Linked DNA regions of Mus musculus: region 1 is linked to region 2. Evidence: chromatin contacts called from public Hi-C data. All regions are on one chromosome and are shown on one strand. The core of a region is the stretch at or near the end of the contact, and the rest is flanking DNA. Distances in the headings are between cores, read along the strand shown. Region 1 overlaps Btla (B and T lymphocyte associated). Region 2 overlaps Cd200r1 (CD200 receptor 1).

What was found. A called contact is a pair of places that touch in the nucleus more often than the background predicts.
Region 1: a Hi-C map of CD4 T cells shows a contact between it and region 2, with 4 times the contacts expected there. The contact joins two enhancer-like sites. A contact is called at or near these places in 1 of 39 promoter capture datasets (stem cell-derived epiblast-like cells), 1 of 484 Hi-C or Micro-C datasets (CD4 T cells) and 1 of 9 other capture datasets (embryonic stem cells).

Annotation. Positions count from the first base shown.
Region 1 is chr16:45,248,969-45,253,739 of GRCm38.p6, reverse strand. It overlaps Btla (B and T lymphocyte associated), which reads right to left. Exons shown (of 6, transcript NM_001037719.2): 6 at 845-3,391. The coding sequence ends at 3,143. Among named protein-coding and RNA genes, the nearest start is that of Btla, 27 kb to the right of the region's middle. Within about 2 kb of position 1,834, at least 61 of the 459 cell types and tissues checked have an H3K27ac peak or open chromatin away from gene starts, as enhancers often do.
Region 2 is chr16:44,770,681-44,775,822 of GRCm38.p6, reverse strand. All of the region lies in intron 1 of Cd200r1 (CD200 receptor 1), which reads right to left. Among named protein-coding and RNA genes, the nearest start is that of Cd200r1, 7.5 kb to the right of the region's middle. Within about 2 kb of position 3,057, at least 20 of the 459 cell types and tissues checked have an H3K27ac peak or open chromatin away from gene starts, as enhancers often do.

The sequences.
Region 1 (4,771 bases), core at 585-3,084, 480 kb before region 2:
TGTGAGTCATTGCATACATCTATGTATGTGTCTTGTGCTTTTTCTTTGTTTTTTTTCTTCTGTTTGTTTTGTCCTATTCTGATTCGTTTTTGTCTTATTTTATTATGATTTTTTAGATACCTATTTGTTTTCTAAGCAGAGACAGAAAGGGTGTGGATCTAGATGAGAGGGGAGGTGGGAGAAGTTGAAGAAGGAAAAACTGTAATCAGAATATGTTGTATTAAATATATTTTAAATAAAAGAAAAATTAGAAATAAAATGCTCAGTAAATTTTCACCTGGTCATGCAGGCTCTGGAATACTTACATCTAAACCATAGACCTGGACTGTTCTCAGCCATGGTCAGAGAAACTTCTCACTGTGGTAGGTGTGGCCAATGCAGAGAGTTATAGCAAGTAACTGTTGCTTGAAGAACAAGGGTGAAGAACAAGTGGTCGTTGAGGGTTTAGCTATACCTGTGGCATCTCTACCCACTCCCTTCCAATGCTCGAGGAAGATGAGTGAAGCAGGACAGGGAAAGAACCTGAGACCTGAGTCACAGGAAAGAGTATAGTAAAATACTAGCTGCTGGACGTGACGGGAGTGTTGTCCTCTTAAACTCACAGCAGCTGGGGTTATTTGTACAAGACCTATACCAGATTGGTGCCATCAATGTCCCTTGTGGATGGAGAAGGGACATAAGATGGCTGCTCTGGCCTGGAGAGCTATTGGCAGTTGATTGCTGGGGGAAAGGGTGAAGGAGTCATTTGTCAATTTTCAGGTAAATGTTAATAATTTTACTGTCTTACTGGGTACAAGTGACAATCTTAAAGTTCAAGGAAATCATGAAATCATCTCCCACTTGTGAGTTAGGTAACCATGAAAATAATGCTGGAACAAATTTATTTGAGGAGCTACAACATACATATTTACTAAGTAGGAATAAGAGCATAAATGCTATGTGATTGGCAAACAAGGTACAAACAGAATTGATCATTCATTGAGGTGAAATCTTGAGCAGCGTCTTTCATTGTAAAACATATTAGAACATGCTTAGTAAGTGAGAGTGCTTGTTATGCAATCATGAGGACCTGAATTTCAGTTCTCCACATCCTTGTAAAAAGCTGGGCATGAGCAAATATAGTCTAGCAATGTGGGGGTCAGGGATGGGAGGATCCATCGCTGGCTTGCTGCTTGCTAGCAGAGCTCCAGGTTCAATGAGAGACCTTCCCTTAACAGAATAAAGTGGAGTGCAATAGAAAAGGGTGCCTGACTTTCTCTTCTGGCTCCTGCATACACATGTGTGTACACCACGCACATACACCATATACACACATACATGCATACCCAAATATACATGTACACACAACGTTTTTAAAAGATTGTTTTAAACAGAGTAGAGCGAAGTATTTTCCTTTTAAAGCCGGAGACAATTCTGAAAGATTTGCTTAAGTTGCCTGTTGATCTGATAAGAGAGACAGAGTGCAGTACTCATCCCCCTCCCATCCTTCCTGTTTCTATTTTGAAGATGAGCAGCTATTCTAAGGTCTTTTTTGCATAAATTCCCACAAATGCACCTGCCTGAACAAGCTTAACTAGAAGTGGTTGTAACATGTCTGAAAACATTGTTTGTTGTTCTAGATTCAGGGAACTGGAACCCGAGGTGAGCAGTAGGTGAGAAAAGCTGTGTAGTAAGGCCTCTTTATTCACTGTTTATGGATACATTCTCAACTCCCTTCCATTCTCACCAGTCTACGTGTTATTTTCTATAAATGACTCATTTTCTCTAGTACTTTGCACCTTCTAAGCAAACTAAAAAAAGCACAGCAAAAGGACTGGTTTCTCTTGTCTTATTTCCAGGCGTCACATCTTGCATTTGCATGCTAGCACACACATGCACAGGCACACCCACATATATGCATGCAATTACATAGACAGTTTATGTGTTTGCTCCAGTGGCTTCTAACTCAGGCCCAATCTGCTGTATACTAAGACTATGCCATTATTCAGTTTTAGGGTCTGAGAACTCAAGCCTCAAGCTGATGAATAAAATTATGAGCTATTTTTAAGTAATTAGACTCAATCCGGAAATTCAGAACACCTGATAATCATCTTCTTGAACAGCTGCAATGTCAGAATTTAAACCTGAGTGATCTCCATAGGCCCTACTTCATTACATATGATTTTTTCTGATTCACTTCCTCAGAATCAAGAAACAGGCATTAATGAATGCATGCCAGTCCCTACGGATCAACTCAATATTCAAGATTCTCCTTTCATAAATTGCCCTTTGAGCTTGCTCTCACGTAAAGCAAAAGGTGGGCTAAAAGTTCGCTCTAGATTGATAATATATCCATTCCCATGGACACTTGTTCATAGGCCCATACGTACCATATGTATATTAATCCAGCAGCATTGAATCACATTCATGTGCGTTAATCTTGATCCAAACACTACCACGCTGATTGCAAATCCACTCACTATATGTGGATGAGCCCTTTACTACCTACCTTACTTTCTCAATCAAGCCAGCTGAAGGTGAGCATCTCACTGGTGGGGATAAGGATCGTTGGCACCACATCTATCTGGCATATGCTATATCTGTATTATACCAATTACCCTTTCTAATCTTTTTCTGAATTGAGTCCAAGATAATTTTTCTTTCACATTAAAAAAAATAATAAAGCATTATCTATATAGATTGACATGGGTAATTGTCTTATCATGACTGACTGAGAGCATACAATCATTACTATATTTATGACTAGTTAGTCAAACTGGGCCATTCTTTTTCTAGAATGTGTAGTGAGCAGATCCAAATAACACGCTTCTTTCTCCCCTGTAAGTCTGTTTGGTAGTTCCAAAGAAAATATTGAATTCACACATTGGGTACGACATGGTGCGACATGGTCAATTTTAAAAGCCCTATTATTCTGCTATTCGTAATATGAGTTTTCCCAGGGAAGAGTCTGTCTTGTACAAAACTCTCCCAAAGTTTTCAGGAGAAATTTTAACTAAATACTTCATGGACCTTTAAGACGCAGCACCAGCACAGAGCATCTTAATTGAAACTTTCCAGGTTGAAGGTTATTTGAAACTGAAGGTCCAGACAGAGGTATTGACAGGCACTCATGCAGTGTAGGCTGCCTGGCTCAGTGGCAGGTTTAACTTCTCACACAAATGGATGCATATTCTGTGGGTGCCTCCTGCATGTTGTTTTCCTGTCTTGGATTCCTTCCAATAACACAATGGTTCAAAGAAGCATAAACAATGCCCTGGTTGTTTCTCTCTGATTGCAAGCTAATTGTCAATTCAGATTCATCCTGCATGCTAGACCAGGGATCATTATCATAAATTCCAGTTCCTGATGGCAGTGCTTGGTGATTTGTCCTGGAACTGGCTGGAATATCAACCTATAAAAGAAAAGAGATATACCACATAAGGATGCGACAAAACATAATCATTATTGGACTATGAGGGAAAGGCTACATTATGTCAAGCATTTTGTCCCTCCTATAAACCACTTTATATCTACATTCTCATTAAACTTTGTACTATCAAAGGGTGAAAGTGTTGGATTTGGTTTGCTTGTTTGTTTTTATTTTTTTAATGTTATGTCCAGGTCCACATGAGTGTTAGGCAGGTATTTAACCATTGAGCTCCAAAGGCCAAACATCTGAAGTCATCTATGGTCATCCCAAACACTTGTTTTATGATTTATCATGGGTCATTGGAGGTCACAGTGCATACACGCAACGTTCATTCAATGGGAAATCACAGTTCCAAGTTCACAGGAAAAGAAAAATAATCCAAAGAAAATGCCAGGCAATTTATAACAAATTTGGCATATGGAATGTAGAATAACAAAAGATGAAGCACCCAGCCAAAAGACCTGAGACCTCTCCAGGAGACCAGGAACAGGAAGAGTGTGGGTCACTCAAGACAAGTTATTATGATTTGAGAACTAAATTGCAAAATAGAGACCAGTTTTGAAAGAACAAAATTTCCATGAGGTTCTAAAATATTATTCTAGTTGTTATTTCTAATCATCATACTTTCAAATGGTGTCAGAGACCTGAATCCTACGAGCCAAAGAGGAATTTGTGGAAACTAAAGTGAATCCTGATGTTTTCTTTTTCTCTCTTTTCAGTTATTTGCTGTTCCTGGTTATACACCGAGTGCAGGTGGTAAAAATGTTGATGTCGTATTAACAGTTAAGAGTTTTAAGTTTCATGTGCATTAAGTTTCATGTGCAGAAGTTGGGGGTGTGGAACTTGTAAGTGGGTAGGTAAGCTCACCATGTGTGTAAGTGGGTAGGTAAGCTCACCATGTGTGTGTATGTGTGTATGTTCACCTGTGTGTGGGGGATGGGTGGGTGAAGTACGTTCACTCACCTGTGTGTGTGGGATGAGGTAGATGCACTCATGTGTGTGTGTGTGTGTGTGTGTGTGTGTGTGTGTGTGTGTGTGTGGTGTGTGTGTGTGGGGGGGTAGGTGAATTCACCGGTATGGGGGCAGTGGGTAGGTATGCTCATTCATGTGTGTGTGTGTGTGTGTAAAGGTAACTTAAGGGGTCTTTGGAAAGTTGTTTGGATGGTGTTTTGTTGGGGTAAACATGTAAAGGAACCTTTACTTGAAGTGGACATAGGCAAAAGACTAAGCTGAAGCAGACACAGGATAAAGGATGTTCTGCTAAAGTAAGCACATGAAAAGACGTGATGAAAGATTCTACGCTAACAACATGTGTGTGTGTGTGTGTGTGTGTGTGTGTGTGTGTGTGTGTGTATTGGTCCG
Region 2 (5,142 bases), core at 1,808-4,307:
ATGTGGCTAGAGCCGAAAGGCTTCCTGGGGGTGCCAGGGTTTAAGAACTGAAACCAGGAAAAAAGTTCCAGGTAAAATGGGACAGTTGACTTTAACCAGAAACTTTTCTAGCCCCCATAGAAAGCTGAAACCATAAATAAAAATACCGAAATATGTAACTCTAGAGCTTATATCCTTTGCATGGCCAAAAAAAAAAAATAAAACCCCAAAAAACAAAAAACCTCATTAAAAGATTGCCAAGCAAAATTGTAGAGATTGTTCACAACATTTATGATGAACAAAGGCTAATTTTTCTCAGAAAATACACAGAGAGCGTGCAACCAATTGGAAAACAATGGAAACGCTGAGTGAAAGAAAACAAAGTCATGAATGTCTAGACAAAACATTTAAAAACATGTTGGAACAATTCTACTGGTCAGACAGAGCATGGAGATCAAATAAAACACCCAGATAGCTTCCAAAACGAAGATATGAAAAAATGATTACAGAAGCAAAGCTTAAGGCACAAGAATTCAAACAACACATTCAACAAATAGATACAATTTAGAAAACAAGCAATAATTGTGTGTGGGGAATAATAAATTTTATTCCAGTTTCTGAAACAAAATAGCCATTTGTGTCAGTTACTTGTGCCAACTGCTAATATAGACTTAGCCAAAAGAAAAAGAAAGAAAGAAAGAAAGAAAGAAAGAGAGAGAGAGAGAGAGAGAGAGAGAGAGAAGGAGGGAGGGAGAGAGAGAGGGGGGAAGGAAGGAAGGAAGGAAGGAAGGAAGGAAGGAAGGAAGGAAGGAAGGAAGGAAAGAAAGAGGGAGAGAGAGAGAGAGGGAGAGAGGGGGGAGAGTGGGAGAAACCTCTAATTGTCAAATAATCAAAGCCAGTCAATGGAGAAAAACTTGTTCCCTAACATAAGCCAAATACTGTAGACATATGTATAAATTACCCATGACCATAAGGGATAATAGCCACTGGATACATACTAAATAGTTATGCAGAATCACATATGCAAAGACATATAATAAAATGTTAAATCCAGTATTGGTTCTAATTTCTCAAGAAACTGAAAATAACCAAAATGTTAATCTGTAGAGAGCTAAATTAACTATATGTTGTGAAACAATGCATGTGAAAAGTCTTTGAAAACTATAAAATAATCATCTTTAAATGTTTTCGAATACTAACTGTGCTAAAAATGTCAGCTACTTTGTTGGACCTAATCCTCCGAAAAACTCTAGAAACTACATTAAGGATTTGCAGCAAAATCTCCTGAGTTTCCCATTAACTGACAGCTAGTTTAACGTTTTAGTTTAACGCTTTAAAAATATGATGGGAACTAACCTTGAGTGACTGCAAGCTAGCTAAGCCCGTCATCTGCCAAGTGTCTGTCTGTGGTATGGAAACTAGAGAAAAGGTCAAACTCAGACCTTTAAGAGTGTGCACCTAGGGCTCTGTTGGAGGCTATGAACTTGGCGGAAACGGTGCAGCAGAGCAGAAAGCAAGTGTGATGTCGAGAAGTCCAGAAGATCTCATGATACAAAGGATGCAGACCAAGTTAAATGGGTGATATTTTTGAAGTTTATTATTATATTATATTATTTTATATATATTATATTATATTATTATTTTTGAACTTTATTAGTTGGCAACAAGCATTTCAGTGACGGCCCTTGAGATCTGTAAGGGAAGCCATCTGAGTAGAGATGTAGGGGTGGAAACCAGTCTCAAAGGGACCTAGAGAGCAGAGATGATTGAGTACACAAAATGGAGGCTTAGACAAGAATCCTGCCCTAGATAAGATGGGAGCCATGAGACCTTGGCTTTGTTTCCTGTTCGTATCAAACTTGGGACAGAGATAGAGCAACAGCTGGTGCCTGAGTACTGAGGAAGTATCTGAGGACAGGGGAAGACCAAGTGTGCTTGAAGATAGAAAGACATAGAAGTTAATGAAGAAAGCTGTCTCGGAAAACAGGATCTTAGAGGTACTGAAAGAGTGTGAGGCAAACAGTAAAGTGGTTTCCTTTTGAAAAGGAGGAAGAAGGCATGGGATGCGTGGGATGGGAAGGATGTTTAAGCAAGTAACAGTTAAGTAGCTGACAGGGCCCTAGGCATGCTAGGATAAATGGAGCAAGGTCTCAGATGCCTTATCACTGGGAGGTTAAAGATCACATTGAAGATGAACCCATCAGAAAGGAGTTACTATCCTTTGACTGTGGAATAACAGGGATAATCCAGGCAGCATAGAGACTAAAAAAGACCTAGGGCAGAACTCTTAACTATAGCTCTATCTGTGTCACCTACTAAGATTCATGAAAGCCCAGGTGTCTTGTCCTTTGAAAGCCTGAGTGTCTCTAGCAACTTAAGCTCCTTAGGAGACTCACAGTGGCACATGTTGTTGTTGGTGTTGGTGGTAGTGGTGGTGGTGTTTCGGTTGGTTTTCTTTCTCTCTCTCTCTCTCTCTCTCTCTCTCTCTCTCTCTCTCTCTCTCTCTCTCTCTCTTTCTTTCTTTCTTTCTTTGAGACAGGGTTTACCTGTGTAGCCCTGGCTGTCCTGGAACTCATTCTGTAGACCAGGCTGGCCTTGAACTCATAGATCTGCCTGCCTCTGCCTTCTGAATGCAGGGATTAAAGCCATGTGCCACCACCACTTAGTTCTGTATGTCACAGCTTAAAAGTACTAGATTACAATAGTACCCAGGAAACAGCAAAGAAGGAACCAGTTAAGGTTTGCTTTGGGAATCAAACTCGCTAGACTTAATCATTTGGAATCTGCCAGTGTTTACCACTTCAACTTTTTTGTTGACACCTTAGAAAGGATCGTGGATGTCAAGGTTCCTGTAGCATGCAATGGATAAGTTGGACAGAAAGAGATACTTCATGATAAAGTAAGAGAATATATATATATACAGTAGTTACTAAATACATTAAAACTGCATGAACACACCCAGATCAAAAAGATATTTTTACTGAGTCACCACATTGTCTCAGATAAGTATCCTGAATACACTCCCAGGTTTACCAATGTCGATGGGGGTGGGGCTGGGGGCGGATTCTGCTCTCCTCGATTGCTACAGTTCCCTTCCCCTTCCTTTGCTGCCTGACTTCTAGAATGAGTGGCTGGGGCTCTCAGCATCGATTTTCCTCCCACTTATTTCCCCAGCAGTAGCTGCAACCTGACTGCTCCCCCGCCTTCTACTCAAACTGCAATCTCGAGGTCACCCTCATCTTTATAGGCAAATTGGGGCTTTGAGGCAGTATCTGTGCACCTGGGTTGCTTGGCTGGGTTTTTAGATTGGGGAAGTTAGAATTAAAATGGAATTATTGGTATTAACTATTTCATTTTTAAAAAATCAAATAAAGTAAATAAAGTCAGAAGGTTATGATGGGCAGGAATATCATGCTTATGTGTGGTAAAAAAATTAAATTAAATTAAATTAAATTAAAAATAGAAAAAAAAAAGAACTGTAAAACCATACATAAGGTCACTGCTACCTTACACAGAAAACAAGACAATTACCCAACAACTATGGGAAAATATGGACAGAGCCCACTCATGTCATGATTCCTTACAGGCAATGATGATAGTTTGAAAGCATCCTGTGTAATCCTTCTCTTTCCACCTTTAAAAACTTCCCTTGCCAAAACCTCTTTGTATACACACATAGTTGACGATGACACATACTGCCAGTGTGGAGCAACTCCTAAATATATTTACTAATCTTTGGGGCATCTCTCCCTGGTTGCTCTCTAAGTTAACAACACACATGGTCACTTTCTCCTTCTGAAGCCCCTTTCTTCACCTCCACCACAATGCCTACGTGTTTCTTCTCTGTCTCCTTCCCATCCTACTCCAATACCCTCTCTGTAAGCTACCTTTCTCCTTGGGCATCTTGGTGTGGGTATTCTCCCAAAAGTCAGGGCTCCTTTATGTTAGTTAGTTAGTTAGTTAGTTAGTTAGCTAGTTAGTTAGTTTTGTTTTTGTTTTTGTTTTGAGATAGCACAGCTCTAGCTATTCTAGAACTCACTCAGTAGACCAGGCTGGCCTCGAACTCAGAAATCTGCATGCCTCTGCCTCCTGCAAGCTAAGATCAAAGGCATGCACCACCACCCAGCCACCTCTATTTTAAAAAACGTTTTGTTTATTTGCTTGCTTGTTTGAGACAGGCTCTAACTATGTAGCCTTGGTGGAGCATACCACCTCCCTCACGGGCCTAAATGCAGAGACTGAAGGTATGCATCACCATCCATAGATAGGTCCTTTGTAAACTACTCTCTCCTCAGTATCTTCTCCCCTCATCCTTTCCACCTTCCAGAATTTCTGCTAAATCTCCACACTTCCTCACCCCCGTTCTACCTGAGCTCTCTGTGTGTATCATGGAGACTGTTCCACCAGCCCCAGAGAGCTCTTCTCACAGCCCTTACTCTGTCATCACCACCTGATGCCCTGACAAGATCAGATTTGCCGGTTACACTTTTATGCCATCCTGTAATTTTCCTACATATTTTATGTTCTTTAATTATTTGCGAGAATTTGTGTAACATCTATCCTCCCTACCAGATTCTAAGCTCCAAATAAGTGGAGTCTATGGCTGTCTTTTTGAAGTGCTGGGGTTTAGTTTAAACCCTTGTACATGGTAGACCAGTGCCCTGCCACTGAACTACATCCCCAGCCCTGCTACATCTTTCTTCATCAAGTATCACCAGTACAAAGCACAGTACTGACACATGGCCAAACACTCCCTTGCTTACTCGTCGTTCAAATGACCAAGCCTCATTTTGGCTGTGACTTATTTTTCCTAAACAGGAATCTCAAGCCTCTAATTGTTCTTGTTTCTCTCTTAAATGTGACTCTTCTTTCCCGTGCATCGCCTCTAAAACCTTCCATACACAGAGAGACTCTTGCTCAGCTCTTTCCCTTCTATTGTTGGTCCCACAGAGCCATTCCAACTAATTCATCCACTGAAAGATTAGGCGACATTATTGGCAGTTCCTTGAACATGGCTAGTTTCCACATACAAGATGGGAGAATTTAATACAGAAGTGTCTTGAGTCCTTTCTGTCTAAAAATTCTTAATCTCCTAATATTATCATGCCTATTTGTTTCATAAGTGAGGAAATCATGTCTAATGAAGTTAAGTAATTTCTTACA